Regions from separate parts of the Muntiacus reevesi genome. Here region 1 is linked to region 2. Evidence: chromatin contacts called from public Hi-C data. All regions are on one chromosome and are shown on one strand. Each heading gives the region's core, a stretch centred on a gene start, on an enhancer-like site or on the middle of the called end of the contact. The rest is flanking DNA. Distances are from core to core; before and after follow the strand shown.

Region 1 (2,789 bases), core at 19-2,518, 290 kb before region 2:
AACACATGTGAATTGAGTAATTTAGACAGAGAAACATAAAGAGCATTTTGACCACTCTTAATTTCTAAAAAACCTTATTCTTAAAAAAAAAACCTTCTAATTAAAAAACATAAACTGAATATGTACAAGCAGAAGGAAAACTATAACATTTTTAATCTTTTACAACTTAAATAGAAATGTATGTGAGAAAGAAAAGAATCAAACAAGCAAACACAGAGAAAGCTAGTTAAGTAATTGACCATAAGAGTCTATCAGTCACTCAACCTGGATCCAATTTTTCAATCTGCAGATGTCAGCTCCTTTACAACATGGGCTTTTATTATTTATATAATTCTTTCTTTCAGAAAAGAAAGGTTGCATTTAGGAAACAGATTCTGGGGTTTTTTGTTTTGTTTTTAAGAACAAGAGAAAATTGTTTCACCAGTTATCTCCAACAAGTTGGCTAGGAAACATTTAATATCCTTTATCATTTTAGAAGCTTTTAAACGTGAAACTTTCCACATAGAACACTGTTTGTAACAATATGAAAAACATACTGGCTACAGTTTCCAACAACATGTAAAAATGAATGTAAAAAAAGCAAGTATTTACTTGTAATTAACTGTAATTTTCACATATTTTCCCCAGGAAGAATGCATTTTTGCTAAAACTGTCTAGAAAGACAATACTTATTTAGTTGTACTTGAAAATTACTTTTACTTTAGTTCACCTTGTCCAATATTAATCCCAAACTACGTTCTAAATTTAAGGTAATTCAAATTATAATAACTTACTTGAAGCAATCAAAAAGTGAATATATCTGCAAGTAAACTTCACTGTACTAGATAAACAGTTGTACTTAAAATGCTCTTTCTTACCTGGACGCTCTTCAGGATAAACTCACTTTTCTCTCTCACATCTTTAAAGGGACACCTCTTAGAAAGCATAAGCAGATGAGCAAGAAGCTTATTCAATCCATCCAAAGAAACTGCATTTGAAAGGCCGTCTGCTGGACGATAAGGTGTCTCTTTCACCAGACGAAGACACTCGGTTTTTCTCACAATGATTTGCCTAATGTTTTCCAGAGCTGTCTCTCTAGTAGTTGAATCTCTACTGCACAGTCCATCCCATCTCACTTCATTCTCTCCTTCAGCCATGACTACGGTGGAGTTTTTTTCTTTGCCGTCTTCAGTTAACTTTCAGCATGCCCCCCCCAAAGCACTTTATATTTTTAAAACGAGAAATGTAAGAATGAAATCAGAGAACTAGAATCGTCATGAAAAAACACGTCTGGGTGACATTTGGAACCAGAAGCGTCTCTTCGAGCTACAAGACAGAGCTCGCCCTCTCGTTCTACCCGGAGGGGCAGTCTTCTGGCCAGAGACTGGGAGAAAAAAGTTGGCAAGTTGAAACCTTACAGCTCTGGCTTTGCTGCACAGCCAGTGTCGGGAAAGTGTTCTCCTGCGACCCGCGGGGTCAGCGGATATCCTCACGTTGGGGAGCTGTCAAACCCGTGCTCTGCCCAAAAAGGCTGGTAACAGTTGAACGCTCTCCAGCCATTCGGTGCTTTTTGTCAGTGCAGCCACGGTGTTCTCGGGAGCGTTCCCACCCCGCCCCTCCTCCGGCACCAGTCCCCGCCTTCCGCAGCTCCTCCCTCCCGGCCGGGCGCTGGCTTGCCGAACCCTGGCTCGCTGGCCGCCACGGCCAGAGACCCTGACACTCCCGGGGGGCGGCAGCCTTCTGCAGCCGCTGTCTCGGTAGCGTTGGAGGAAAAGCGTCTCCGGCCCTGTCGGTTCCGGGTGCCCTGGGCAGACGCCGCTTCTGTTCCAATCCTTGCGTCCTCGCCCACCGCCCTCCAAGCCAGACGGGCACAGGGCAGCCCCGCAATCCCCGAGCGCGGGGCTGGGCCGCGAAGCTGGCGGAGCGGCGGGGCCCGCGGCGCAGAGCCCGCCCCTTCGCCCAGCCTCATCTGTGGAGCTCGGCCCAGAGGGCGGGAGCGGGAGGGAAGACCGGGTCCTCACCCCCCAGCCCCTCCCCTTTCTCCGCCCGGCACAAACTAGGAGCCGCCCCTGCCCCTGCGCCCTCTTCCCCGCCCTAGTAGACGCGACCCGCGGAGGCAAAGCCATTGGGAAAAGCCCCGCCCACCCACAGGCTACCTCCAGACCCCAAGTCCGCGCGCGGCCGCCAACCGCCGCCGGTTGCTACGCAAGCGTGACAGCGAGCAAGGCGCATGCGCCTTAAGAGGCACTTAATCTGCGCCGCGGAGCGTTTTCTATCCCCTGGCGTTTGGCTTCTTTAGACCGAAAAAGGGGTAAAAAGAAAGTAAGGGGAGGTTGAAGTACGCTATCACAGACAACACAAACAGGGAAAAGAAAGTGTGCACAGACGTACACCTGGAAGTGCTTGAATCTAAGTTTAAGGTCAGTCTAAAAATAAGAACGCTGTCTCTATTACGCCAAACCCCAGATTTAAGGAAGCAGGGCGTGCTCGCATTGACTTCTGGGAAAGGTAGTTTGGGTTCTGCCTGCGCCTTTCGTTTGCGACAGAAACTACAGCCCCCAAGAGCCACTGCGACATTGCCTTTGGCGGCCTGCGAGGCAGCGGTTAGCGCTGACAAAGATTGACTGAGAGCGTCGGCTTGGTGAGCACTGTGGGCTTGGCTGCCACTTTTCTTTGACAGGATTTTTTCCCTTCCTCCATTTCCTCTGGGATTTTAAGAAACCGAGCCATCTAGGACTGTAGGCCTTAGTCCAGGGACTTCTATGAGTAATCTACGTTGGGAAGAACTAGTCCGGGTGCCCAATTCTCCC
Region 2 (2,700 bases), core at 77-2,576:
GCAATTCTTAGGTCAACGTTACACCTTACCCAGTATTAACTAGGATAATCAATCAAACTGGACTCCAAGTTTTAAATATCTAGGGAGGGTCTTCACTTTATTAACTCAAATTTATCTCCCCCTCTGTTGCGCGTGTTGTCACGACACTGACTTTTCTGCTGCAAGACTCAGCGTACGTTTCAACCAGTCCCCAAATGGAGTCAGAGCTTAACAGAAGGTCCCGATCGGGTTCTGAAAAATCGATAGACCTGGGTTCCAATGTGAGCTTCACAATCTCTAAACACACGGTTCTAGTGAATTACTTTACCTCCATCCAGCTCCTAGGTTTCACCACCTATCTTCCAGTGTAGCCTAAAATACTAAGAGATACACGCGAAACACCGGGTACACAAACGGGTACTTTTCCTCCTTTGCGCACAGCACCGAGTATAAGGTTTTAATTAATTAAATGCTCAAACTTCGGATATACCCTGCAAAATCCATGTGATTAAGTCTCAAGCGACTGAGTTTTTCAGACCCAGGACTGAGACACCAGCGAGTATTTTTGTTTCCCAGCGTCTCTTTCCTTCTTTCGCCAACTTCGGGAGAAACCTCCCTTCGAAAAGACGACCTGTGTTGCCCGAGTGGACACAAACGACTAACCTCGGGGAGAGGGAGTTGGGTCTCATCGCCAACTTTGGAGGCGGTCGCCTCGCCGCCCCACAATCAACCTCACTGCCGCCACCACAGAAGGAAGCCACGTCCTCTTTTCGGAGTGAGACTGGGGATTACGAGGCGCTTTTAAACAACACCTCAGCGCGGAACACTGTGGAGTCGCAAACAACCCTACGCCCCCGAGGCTCCACCAACCCTTCCACCCAGGGCACTCCGCCTCCGCGGCCACCTCGGCCCGGTCCCAGCCGGACTCGGACGGGCCGCCATGTTGCCGGACCGCGGCCCGCCCCGGCCCGCGCGCACCACACACAGAGAGGGCGGCTCGGCCCGACTGGCGGGCGGGCGAGCGCAGAAAGCCCGTTGGGCCGGCGCCCACCTGGTGCTGGAGTGGTGACCAGCGGCGGCGTGAGAGTCGTCGGTGACACCGGGACTGTCGTGGTGGTGGGCGGTGGAGACGAGGGTGTAGTCACGTTCGGGGCCAGGGTGGTGTTCCCAGCCGCGGTAATTACGCAGAGCGTGGCCAGGCAACCAACGGCCAAAAGCAGCGGGCGAGAGAGCCCAGACATCGCGTCCTCCGCGCTGGCGATAGAGCGAAAACTGGGACACCCTAGGCTGCCTCCGTCGGTCTGTCCACTGCAGCGCCGCCTCCAAGACTCCGCTCCCCCAGCGGGACCGCGCCGGCGTCACATGAGGGCGGCGTGCGCAGGCGGGGCGCCGGCGATACCAAGTGGAATCCTCTGGGAGGGGGGGATAGAGGAACCGAGAGAAAACCGAGGAAAGGTTTTTCTCTCAGCAGACTGTATTGGCCAACCGAAGAAACTGACCAGATACAGGAAACTTTTTACTTTGCTCTCAAATTGCCACACAGGGCGCGGCCGGGCTTTTCCCGTTGCTGCAATAGAAAAGGATCCCACCTAGACTCAGATGGAACAACCTACATGACGTGGCGACGGCATCCTCGCGAAAGACTAGCTAGGCCCCATGTGACCTCTGGGGCGGCGCCTTCCTGGACGGATTCGCGCTGGGCGGAAGTTGTTTCCGAGCGTTTCGCTTAGAACCCCGGCAAGAGTTAAGTTCTTACTGTCCTCCGGCGTTCCCAGCGTGCTTGCATAGGTATCCTTCGTAGGACCCGTGCATTACCCATTGAAAGTCGATTTCGCTGAAAGTAAACTTGTATTTGGCCACCCCAGGGAGATGGAGACCCCACGCGTTTAAGGAGTTTGTGTTCCGACGCCCACGTAGTGAGAGCGGCTGAAACACCGAAAGCAGTCTGCCGGTGCCGCACACTGTTTCTGTCACGCTTTCTCACCCTGAAATCGTGGGGATTTCAGCCAGTGGTAGAAACAGCTAGTCAGTGCCACCTTTGTAGTCGAAGAATCAAAGACAGCATGGGTTGGAGGTTCATCCGGTCTGTTCCCACTCCCACTTTACAGGTGAAAACACCCGAGATTCAAGAGACAAGACCGAAAGGCGCAGTTGCTTAGCCTCAGGGCTGTGTTTCAAACTGCCTATCACGGCTCATTAGTGAGGATGAGCGCCATCTGATGTCCAGTCTCACAAAAATATTTACAAGTGCAGCCATGCTTATATCAAGTGGTTAAGGTTCGGTCATAAAAGCTCTATTTAACTCTTATTTTCAACTACTTGTATTTATCCTCTAATTTTCTTACAAACATTAACCCTTTAAAATAATAGGACATCAGTTGCTTTTGTGAGATCTGCTTTGCTATGCAAACCCCGAAAAAGCTGCATATGCATTTTTTTTTTTTAATCTAAACTTGAAGTCTTTCCTAACCCAACCCTAAAATCCAATCAGTACCCTCACGACTATGAACTTTTGTTCCATCAACTACGCTAGTTGGAGATTTGCTTGAATGTAAACAAGAAACTCAGTTTTTGACTGATCCAACCAATGGCAAGAAGCATCAGAGAACAGCCAAGTAAGTGAGGTCTCATCCGTCTTCAAGCAAAAAAAGGTATCTCTTCTCTCAGGATATTCACACGGTGTTTATTTAGCGCATAACCTGACTCTAGAGCAAATGAAGG

What was found. A called contact is a pair of places that touch in the nucleus more often than the background predicts.
Region 1: a Hi-C map of muscle shows a contact between it and region 2, with 5 times the contacts expected there. The contact joins the promoter of SESN1 here to the promoter of CD164 in region 2. A contact is called at or near these places in 2 of 3 Hi-C or Micro-C datasets (blood and muscle).

What each region holds. Positions count from the first base shown.
Region 1 is chr19:38,745,375-38,748,163 of mMunRee1.1, reverse strand. SESN1 (sestrin 1) reads right to left here and starts at 1,268. Exons shown (of 10, transcript XM_065911818.1): 1 at 858-1,268. The coding sequence starts at 1,136. It overlaps CEP57L1 (centrosomal protein 57 like 1), which reads left to right and starts at 2,274. Exons shown (of 11, transcript XM_065911570.1): 1 at 2,274-2,399.
Region 2 is chr19:38,454,127-38,456,826 of mMunRee1.1, reverse strand. CD164 (CD164 molecule) reads right to left here and starts at 1,326. Exons shown (of 6, transcript XM_065911862.1): 1 at 1,031-1,326. The coding sequence starts at 1,220.